3 separate regions of the Mus musculus genome follow, and all the other regions are linked to region 2. The links are chromatin contacts, called in public Hi-C and promoter capture Hi-C maps. All regions are on one chromosome and are shown on one strand. The core of a region is the stretch at or near the end of the contact, and the rest is flanking DNA. Distances in the headings are between cores, read along the strand shown.

The links. Promoter capture Hi-C pulls out the DNA fragments that hold promoters and counts their contacts. Hi-C and Micro-C count contacts between places; a contact is called where the count stands out from the background.
Region 1: a promoter capture Hi-C map of liver shows a contact between it and region 2, with 3 times the contacts expected there. The contact joins the promoter of Rpl23a here to the promoter of Evi2b in region 2. A contact is called at or near these places in 3 of 39 promoter capture datasets (the C10 cell line, liver and pre-B cells) and 1 of 484 Hi-C or Micro-C datasets (B cells).
Region 3: a Hi-C map of B cells shows a contact between it and region 2, with 7 read pairs. The contact joins the promoter of Pigs here to the promoter of Evi2b in region 2. A contact is called at or near these places in 1 of 39 promoter capture datasets (liver), 1 of 484 Hi-C or Micro-C datasets (B cells) and 2 of 9 other capture datasets (adipose tissue and liver).

The regions. Positions count from the first base shown.
Region 1 is chr11:78,182,142-78,185,055 of GRCm38.p6, forward strand. It overlaps Rpl23a (ribosomal protein L23A), which reads right to left and starts at 1,443. Exons shown (of 5, transcript NM_207523.2): 1 at 1,378-1,443; 2 at 662-845. The coding sequence starts at 1,402. It overlaps Snord42b (small nucleolar RNA, C/D box 42B), which reads right to left and starts at 972; the gene lies at 918-972.
Region 2 is chr11:79,521,894-79,525,135 of GRCm38.p6, forward strand. Evi2b (ecotropic viral integration site 2b) reads right to left here and starts at 1,869. Exons shown (of 2, transcript NM_001077496.1): 1 at 1,719-1,869. The region is part of intron 36 of Nf1 (neurofibromin 1); the gene reads left to right. It overlaps Evi2 (ecotropic viral integration site 2), which reads right to left. Exons shown (of 4, transcript NM_146023.4): 3 at 1,719-1,842.
Region 3 is chr11:78,326,852-78,330,012 of GRCm38.p6, forward strand. It overlaps Pigs (phosphatidylinositol glycan anchor biosynthesis, class S), which reads left to right and starts at 1,571. Exons shown (of 12, transcript NM_201406.1): 1 at 1,571-1,657; 2 at 1,881-2,020; 3 at 2,124-2,235. The coding sequence starts at 1,624. It overlaps Aldoc (aldolase C, fructose-bisphosphate), which reads left to right. Exons shown (of 9, transcript NM_001303423.1): 9 at 1-930.

The sequences.
Region 1 (2,914 bases), core at 193-2,692, 1.3 Mb before region 2:
GCTATCAGGAAACAACTTTTTCTTAAGATTCTGAAAAGCCAAGTTTTTACTTATGCAACTGCCAAGTAATGACTCAAAAATTCTAGGTACAAATAGGCAATGAATTGTGTCTGGTGAGTACTTCCCCCATAGACAAAACACTTTTCAGTAAGCATTCTCTCAAACTTCCTTTGAGTAGCGTCAGAATTTGATCAATTAAGTGTCTTTCAGGCTGGAGAGATGGCTCATCTGTTGAGAACACTGACTGTTCTTCCAGAGGTCCTGAGTTCAATTCCCAGCAACCACACGGTGGCTCACAAATGTCTGTAGTGGGATCCGATGCCCCCTTCTAGTGAGTGTATCTGAAGACTGCTGCAGTGTACTCATGTAAATAAAAAAACAAATAAATCTTAAAAAAAAAAGTGTGTTTCATAACACTATTCGAAGGCCATCACTCCCCAATTGGACATCTTAATCAACACTCTCCTGTGTTCCAACAAGTCCCCTATCACTTGGAACCAAGATAAGCAACATCTCTTTGAAGTCAACTTTCAAACACTGACTAAATAACCTCACACTTCCACCGCACCAGCTCCTTCAACAATTGTGTTTTATAAGGGAAGCTACGTTAAGAACTCCTAATGCCCTACTACATGCTACTGGGTCCAGGGTCCCTACTGACTTGTTTCTCCTGGGCGCACTCTTCCGAGGATATTTTGGCTGCCTCCGGAGCCGCAGGGTCTTGGGCCGCCGGAAGGTGGGTGACGTTCGGATCTTCTTCTTTTTGTGGCTGTGGACGCCTTTCAGCACCGCCTTCTTAGCTTTCAAGGCCTTCGCTTTGGCTTCGGCTTTGGGAGGGGCAGGAGCTGGGAGAGGACAATTAAAATTAAGTGTGGCATTCGTAAAGTGACCCCTTCCGGCCGTCCTGCCAGCATGTGCATCAGTGGTTCCTTTGAAGACATCACAGGTCTCAGGAGACTTCAGATTTTTTCCATCATATGCACGATACCACAGGCAAAGATAATTAACCCGTTGTACCATCACGTGGGTGCGTATAACCCCATTTAACGTGGGGAAAGGGCGAATAAGGACTACTTTTAATCCCTTATAGGTCTGGAGACCCGGAGCGCCACCCTGTGGATGTTAAGGAGCTTCCCAAAGTCAAATGCTTGGCCATCAGTGGCGGCCGCTGCCGGCCCGGTGGCTTTGCCAATCCCCTGCACTGGAACCAGCCCATGCGGCTTGGCCCACGCGGTCCTCATACCCCGCAGCGGGGCCTAGTCGCGACAGTAGCCACAGAACAAGCCCCCCATGGCTTAGCCGGGCATTCTTCTTCCCCGCGAGTTCGCTCTGCGGGTATCCAAGACCGACCTGACAGATTCCCATACCGCAACATACCTTCCTTCTTCGCTTTCGGCGCCATCTTGGCTGAAAAGGATGGCCCAGCCCAATTCCCATGAGCTTATAGAATGGAGGCTCATAAAAGTCTCGCGATAGCTTATATATAGCACTGATTGGATGAACTGTAATATGAGGCTTCTTGGGAATTGTAGTTCCATTTAATTCCCTAGAGTGGGAGACCAAGCATGCGCCACCTTTCCCTTTGAAAGGGCTTCTTGGGAAATGTGGCGTTTTTTGGTTTGGTTTAGTTTGGTTTTCCGACACAGGGTTTCTCTGGGGGAATTGTAGGTTTTGGCTTTTTGTTTTTGTTTTTTTCTAAAGATTTATTTACTTTATGTATATGAGTACACTGTAGCTGTACAGATGGTTGAGTCTTCATGTGATTGTCAGGAATTAATTTTTTTGTTGTTTGTTTTCTTGTTTTTCGAGACAAGGTTTTTCTGTGTAGATTGGCTGTCTTGGAACTCACTCTGTAAACCAGGCTGACCTCAAACTCAAATCTGCCTGCCTCTGCCTCTGCCTGCGGAGTGCTGGGGTTAAAGGCGTGCGCCACCACTGCCCAGCATGAATTGAATTTTTGGGAACTCTGCTCACTCCAGTCGGCCCCGTTTGCTCTCTGGTCCAAAGATTTATTTTATTTATTATTATACTTAAGTACACTGTAGCTGTCTTCATTTGTTCCAGAAGAAGGTGCCAGGTCTCATTACCGGTGAGCTATCATGTGATTGCTGGGATTTAAACTAATGACCTTCAGAAGATCAGCCAGTGTTCTTACCCTAGGGTCCCTAGGTTTTGGTTTGGTTTTGTTCTGTTCTGTTTTGTTTCGTTTTGAGTTGTTCTTTTCGAGAGAGGGTTTCTCTTTCTCTAGTTCTGGCTGTCCTGGAACTCACTCTGTAGAGGAGGCTGGCTTTGAACTCACCAAGATCTACATACTTCTGACTGCTGAGTGCTTGGATTAAAAGGCCTGTGCCAACACTACGTGGCCTGAGTTGTAGGTTTTTTTTGTTGGTTTGTTTGTTTGTTTTTTGTTTGTTTTTTGAGACAGGGTTTCCCTTTATAGCTCTGACTGTCCTGGAGCTCATTTTGTAGACCAGGCTGGCCTCGAACTCAGAAATCCGCCTGCCTCTGCCTCCCGAGTGCTGGGATTAAAGGCGTGCGCCACCACGTCCGGCTTGAGTTGTAGTTTTTAAAAGAAAAATGTTTATTCCCCTAGGTCTAAAACAGTGGGTGGTTATAGCATCTGGTAGCTGTGTTAAGGTCCTTAAAATTTCAGTTCGTGAGCAATTTCTAGTCTTAGGGAAGAAGTTTGCAGTGTCAGAAGCCTATAACAGTACCAACTGGGAAGAATACAGTTTAAGGGATTAGAAGGACTAGAAGGACGGTCAACACTTAAGATCATGTAGTTCGGGCTGGTGAGATGGCTCAGTGGGTAAGAGCACCCGACTGCTCTTCGGAAGGTCCAGAGTTCAAATCTCAGCAACCACATGGTGGCTCACAACAATCCGTAACAAGATCTGACTCCCTCTTCTGGTGT
Region 2 (3,242 bases), core at 619-3,118:
AGATTTTAAAACCATAGTAGGAAGAAACCAGAAAAGGAAATCAATCTCAAATTACAAGTAGTATTTTATGGCCATTTTTTATCAGTAAAAATAGCTACCATTGCTGAACACCAGAAAATTCCTGAGTAATAAGATTTATTTGCATGACCTAGGTGGTTGTATTTTCATCTTCCAAGTTTTAAAAAAAAAAGAAAGAGAGAGAGAGAGAACTTGGTTAACTTGACAAGCTGTCACAGCCCTAGTGGTGGCACAGTATGAAACCATGCTGCCCTGAGCCTTGGACTTCTGCTACATGCTGGAGCCTTTGTAGAATTATGAACAAGAAAGGCAGAGGAGAGGCAGAGAGGCAGAGGCCTAGGCAGAGCCAGGCAGATCTCTCTGTGAGTTCAAGGCCAGCCTGATTACAGAGTTCCAGGACTTTAATTAATTAATTAAACCAGGATGCTATAAAGAAAAGTTATGTTGATAAAGTGTTAAAATAGGACCTAACCCACTTCCAAATTATTTTTCTTTGGGATTGCAGGTCTTTGGAAGCTCAGTGCATTTTTATTTATTTTATGTAATTGTTCCATTTAGTCACAAGGCAAGTATCTTTTGTATATACCAACAAGTTTTTACAAAACGTTCTTTCTGTGAATGTTTCTTTCTGTTCATATTCTTCACTAACAGGTCAGCTCAGAGTATGTGGCATAAGCACACATGTGAATATGCACATACCCACTTTATCATAATATTTTTTCCTTATGGAACTTTTACCTTATTTTTTTTTTTTTTTTTTGGTTTTTTCGAGACAGGGTTTTTCTGTATAGCTCTGACTGTCCTGGAACTCACTTTGTAGACCAGGCTGGCCTCGAACTCAGAAATCCACCTGCCTCTGCCTCCTGAGTGCTGGGATTAAAGGCATGCGCCACCATGTCCGGCCTTATGGAACTTTTAAAATGACATAATATATGTCATAATTATTACTTAAATATAAAATTTATTTTATACAAAAATGACATCTAATTTAATTTCTCTTTAAGTTAAAACGAAGGTGACCATTGATGGTTTATAAACTAAAGTGTTAGACAAAAATAATTTATGCCAGTAATGGTAGTGAATGCTTTTAATCCTAGTAACTTGTGTGTTGGAGACAGAAAGATCTGAGTTAGAAGCCGGCCTGGGCTGCATGTAAAAGCACTGACTTTTTTTTTTTTTTTCTTTCTAAATAGTGGGGAAAATACTGATGAGATAATCTAAATCTATAGGAATAGACAGTCTGTGTAGAAAGTAACTTAGACTCTGTCCCCTCTCTGTTTACAATGCCAGGCCAAACCCCAGGCCTTATACATGTGGGGCAGGCTCTGCCCCAGCTTGAGAATTTTTTAAACAATATTTTAGAGATTGTAAATTTAGTCAAAGCCTGTAGAATTTAATTTTATTTTTAACTCTTGCCTTACTTAAAATTATTAAAGTGATTTAACAAATATTTTGACTGAGTAAACTTCAAAGGGCTGATAATATTAAAATCTTGATAAAAATCTTTCAGACAGTATCAACCCTGAGTATAAATTTATAAAATTCTGCACAGCAGGACCACAGAAACTTTCTGTAGACATCTTTAAACTGTTGAGAGCTGAATTCAACTAAGTATGAAACACTAATACTGTTTTAGTTTTTAAAATAAATAAGCAAAACTGAAATCAGAAATCAGAGGGCCTGTGTCCAGGTGTGCTTACCTGTGAACTTCTTTCGCAGAATGTAAATTCTTGTTCTAACAGGACATGTTGGTGATTTGGCTGAGAGAGCAAAGGGGTGTTTCAGTGCGGATTAACGGTGGTCTCCAGCGCACTGAGACGGCTTCTGTGCAGCAGAGGAAGTTTATCAGTAGCCGTTACAGGAAGTGCAATATGCCACAGAATGACTAAGAGTTTGCTCCTTCACCAGAGCGTATTTTGAAACACAATCTATATAACTTTAAGTGCTTGTAGCTGATGTTTGTAACTGATCCCTGACTCTCCAGGCATGGGGATCCATAATCTAAAAATTTAGGACGGAGTCTTGCCTGAGAAATTATCTATTCTGAGGTAAATTCTGAGGGATATTTCTTATTAGAAGAAATGAATGTTGTGTAGGTCTCAGGCAAGTCAGTGCCTTCTCACTCACCATTTCCTCCTCTAAAAACCTACTGTTTTGGAACATTGTGAGCACTGGGTAAGATGACACCTCCCATGGCAGGTGAGCCGTGCATGTGAGTGTTACTCCTTCATCGGTAGCTTAAATTGACTCCATGAGGATAACTGAATTATTCTGTGTCTGCCACCCAACTTCATCTTTGATTGCAGAAAATGGGAGCAACTGTCTGAAGTCATTTCCAATCAGGTCTGTTTTACCCTTGAAGAAGACAAGCAGAGCCTGGCATAATGATGCATGCCTGTAATCTCAGCATTTTAGAGGCAGAGCAGGAGGCTCTCTGGTGTGTTGGAGATCATCACACACAGTGACTTTGAGGCCAGCCTGAATTACAGAACAAACAAAACCCCTCACTCCACCCCCAGACCTTATAACCACAAAAGGACTAGGGCAGAGCAGCCAGAAGAGATGTGAGAGAAAGAAAGACATTCATGATGCTCTGGAGAGTAAAAGTGAAAGGGGAAAGTCTGCTTGCCCTCTGTGCTTTAATTTTCATTTTATCGACACTTTGCTTTATCTGGTTATGATTTACTAAACATTTAGGGAGAGGAACTTTTTTTTAAAACTAGTAGTAAATTCATGAGAAAATTTGTATCAGCAGTTAAGAGCACTGACTGTTCTTCCAAACAACCAAGTTCAGCTCCCAGCACCCACATGGAAGCTCACAACCATCTGTAACTCCAGTCCTAGAGAGGATCTGGTGCTCTCTTCTTGCCTCTGTGGGCACCAGACACATATGTAGTGCATAGACACATATGCAAGCAAAATACCCATACACATTAAAAAAGATAGAAAGAAAATAATTTGATTTCATGTGCCTCTCAACACACAGTTCATTTAAAGATGTAACCCAGAATTTGAAGTAACAGAGTTGACAGAGGTAAATGTGATGGTCAAGGGTAACACCATCGGGCTGCAGAGATGGCTCAGCAGTTAAGAGCACTGACTGCTCATCAGAAGGTCCTGGGTTCAAGTCCCAGCAACCACATGGAGACTCACAACCATCCATAATGAAATCTGACATCCTCTTCTGGTGCATCTGGAAACAGCTACAGTGTACTTATATATAA
Region 3 (3,161 bases), core at 321-2,820, 1.2 Mb before region 2:
TGTGGTGGTGGTGGTGAGGTGAGATCTGAGTTTTCCTGAGCTTCAAGTTTTGTGGAGGAAGGGTTCACCTGGCTCACCATCCCTAGCTCAGGCTCCTACCTGCTGATTTCCAAAGCTGGAGTTGTTGTTAGAGGGCCTGGGGGTGGAGAGGAGGGTACAGGTCTTCCAGGGACTGACACATTAAAGGATCCAGCAGGATGAGAAACTCCATTTTGTGCAAGGCTCAAAGGGGACAAGCAGGGATCAGAGTGGGCCAGTTCTCCTCCATCTCTGAAGAATGTGCACTTAGGTCTTTTCCAATAAGGAAACCTTCCAAGCCTCGGGGCTACAGAGCTGAGTGTCTAGAAGCTTGCCAAGGGCTATGACCCACTTCCATGTAGAGAAGGGATTCATCGGAGGGTTCTGGACTTGTTAGAACTGATAGGGCTTTGTGGTGAATGATTACCCCTGGGCTAGAGTGTGAGGTAGGGTGACACTAGACAGATGTGCACTGGAAAAGTCATTGATGTTCTGCTCTGTGTGGCCTGACCTTATAATCAAAGCAGCTAACTCAGCAATTTCCATATGCTTCTGCCAGGCACTGTTCTTCTAACCATTATTATATGCATTAACACAGCTCTGTAAAGTAGGTACCATTGTACTTTTCATAGGAGGAAACAGGCTTCAAAGAGAGGCTGAGAGGCTATTTAGGATTCGAACAGCAGGCATTACTATATAGAGGCTGTGCTCAGGAATTTTTCAATGAAGCATCCTCAATCGCTCGAATTGGAATCGATTTTTAAATCCTAGTCTATAGTCTCGGCTAGTTGGGAGGCTGAGGTATCAGACATTAGGGACAGGATCACTTTAACCCTCTGGATCGTATAGGGAGATCTGTCTCAACATTAACTAAAATAAAATTAATCACATAGTAGCCAACCATGCTAAAAAGTTACCGTTTTGTCAGTTTTATCTTTAAGCTTTGAAGAGCTGGTGCTCTGAAGAAAAGACCTATGTTAGAAATGACATTAGGGGCTGGTGAGATGGCGCAGGGGGTAAGAGCACCCGACTGCTCTTCCAAAGGTCCGAAGTTCAAATCCCAGCAACCACATGGTGGCTCACAACCACCTGTAACAGAGATCTGATGCCCTCTTCTGGTACGTCTGAAGACAGCTACAGTGTACTCACATATAATAAATAAATAAATCTTTAAAAGAAGAAAAAAAAAAAAAAGAAATGACATTAGAAAACTTTTCGGGAGTCAGGTTCTTGATAAGCTCGACTTCATTTAAGTAAATATTCCCCTTCCGCTGAACGTGGTGGTGCATGTAATCCCCTGCATTGGAGAGGGCCCAGAGTCCGAGGCCAGCCTGGGCTACATGGAGATTATCGCCTTCTCTAAACTGGCGTTGTAGAGCTAAACAGTACCAGGTGCACTCAATGAAAAGCCAGGGTCAGATTGAAAGTGTAGCCGAGCGCGTACCCTCTCACGGGCTCCGCCTGCGCACTGGCGTGCGTCAGCAGTGTTGCTCGTGATTGGCAGCGGTCGCGCACCGTGGTCCCGCCCCCTCATTCTGGAGTTTCCGATTGGAGAAAGCTCATGAGGCCCCGCCCCATCGGCGACCTGGGCAGCCGGAAGGGACCATGGCGGCCGCAGGAGCTGCGGCCACGGACCTAGGTGCGGTGGATTTCAGGTGGAGGGCGCAGTGGGGAGGTCTCGCGGGCAGAATGTGTGGGTGGGGCGCGAGAAGCCTGACAGCTCCCTCCAGCCTGGGGTTGGGGGTCCGCCACGCGGGAGCGGCTTGCTCGGGGTTCCCGGCCGCCCGCACTCCTCCACGATCCCGGTGTGGCGGGCATCGCACCCTAGTTCCCGCGTCTTAGTCGGCCCTCTGTGCCCTCAGAGGTGGTCCGGGGCAAGCGTTCCGCGCTTTTCTTCGCCGCGGTGGCCATCCTTCTGGGACTGCCGCTCTGGTGGAAGACGACGGAGACTTACCGGGCCCCATTGCCTTACTCAGACATCAGTGGGCTGAATGCTCTGCTGGTGAGACTGGGTGGGGAGAACCGGGGCTGGGGGACCGGGGGGCAGCCCAGCTGTAAGGTGCAGACATTGCTAAAGACCCCGATGCCCCTCATCCCTCGCGCAGCTCCGGCTCATGGTGCCAGTCACAGTTGTGTTTACTCGGGACTCTGTGCCCCTGGACGACCAAGAGAAGCTACCTTTCACCGTTGTGCATGAGCGAGAGATCCCTCTGAAATGTGAGTTCCCATGAAGAGGTGTCAGGGCTGCTTTTTCCATCTGAGCCAGGCCCAAAACCCAGAGTTGGAATGCATAGGAGGGGCGAGGGCGACTCATAACTTACTTTAAAATGTTTTATTACATTTACTTAGTGTGCGCGCGCACATGTATGTTTGTGTGGATGTCTGTGCTGTGGAGCATCTTGTGGAGGTCAGAGGATCACTTGCGAAAGTCATTTCTCCTCCCACCATATGGGTCCTGGTCTTGGGGATCCAACTCAGGTCATCAGGCTTGGTATCAAGAGCCATCCGCCTGCTTCCCCCAAATCCTAAGAAAAGAGATCTCCTTTGGAATGTTCACTTGGGGGTTTGTGTTAGTCTAAAGTACAGTGCCTGTCCTTATGACAGTGATTTATGTCATACGGTAAATTATGCCACCTTATCCTTAGCAATTGATACCCATCAGTGCATAGGGAAAGCAGGTTGTAGCTGAAAGAAAACGGGAGTTTGAAGTTACATCGGATGTGTATTCAGACCTTTGTCATTTTAACATCACACACTGTATTGTTAGGCACTTTGTTAGGTACCAAGAACTTGAGGGTGAATAATAAATTGGTAATATTTTAAAGATGTTTATAGTTAACATCAGAAAGAAAGAAACTAGCAAAATACTGTAAGGCAGGAGGTTTGGTCTCGTGGTGGAGTCACGGGAGAGCCTGAACTCCATTCTCACCTGCCGGGGAGTAGAAAAAGGTGCAGAAGGGCTTGGGCAATGTGATTTTTGAGGTTGGGTGTTTCTGGCTTTTTGAGACAGGGTTTCTTTGGGTAGCCCTGGCTGTCCTGGGTCTTGCTGTGTAGACCAGACTTGCACCACACCTGGCAAGGACTCTGATCTTTATTGGATGCATAATCTCATGTTCAGTTTTGTTTTTTCATCAGTATTTTTT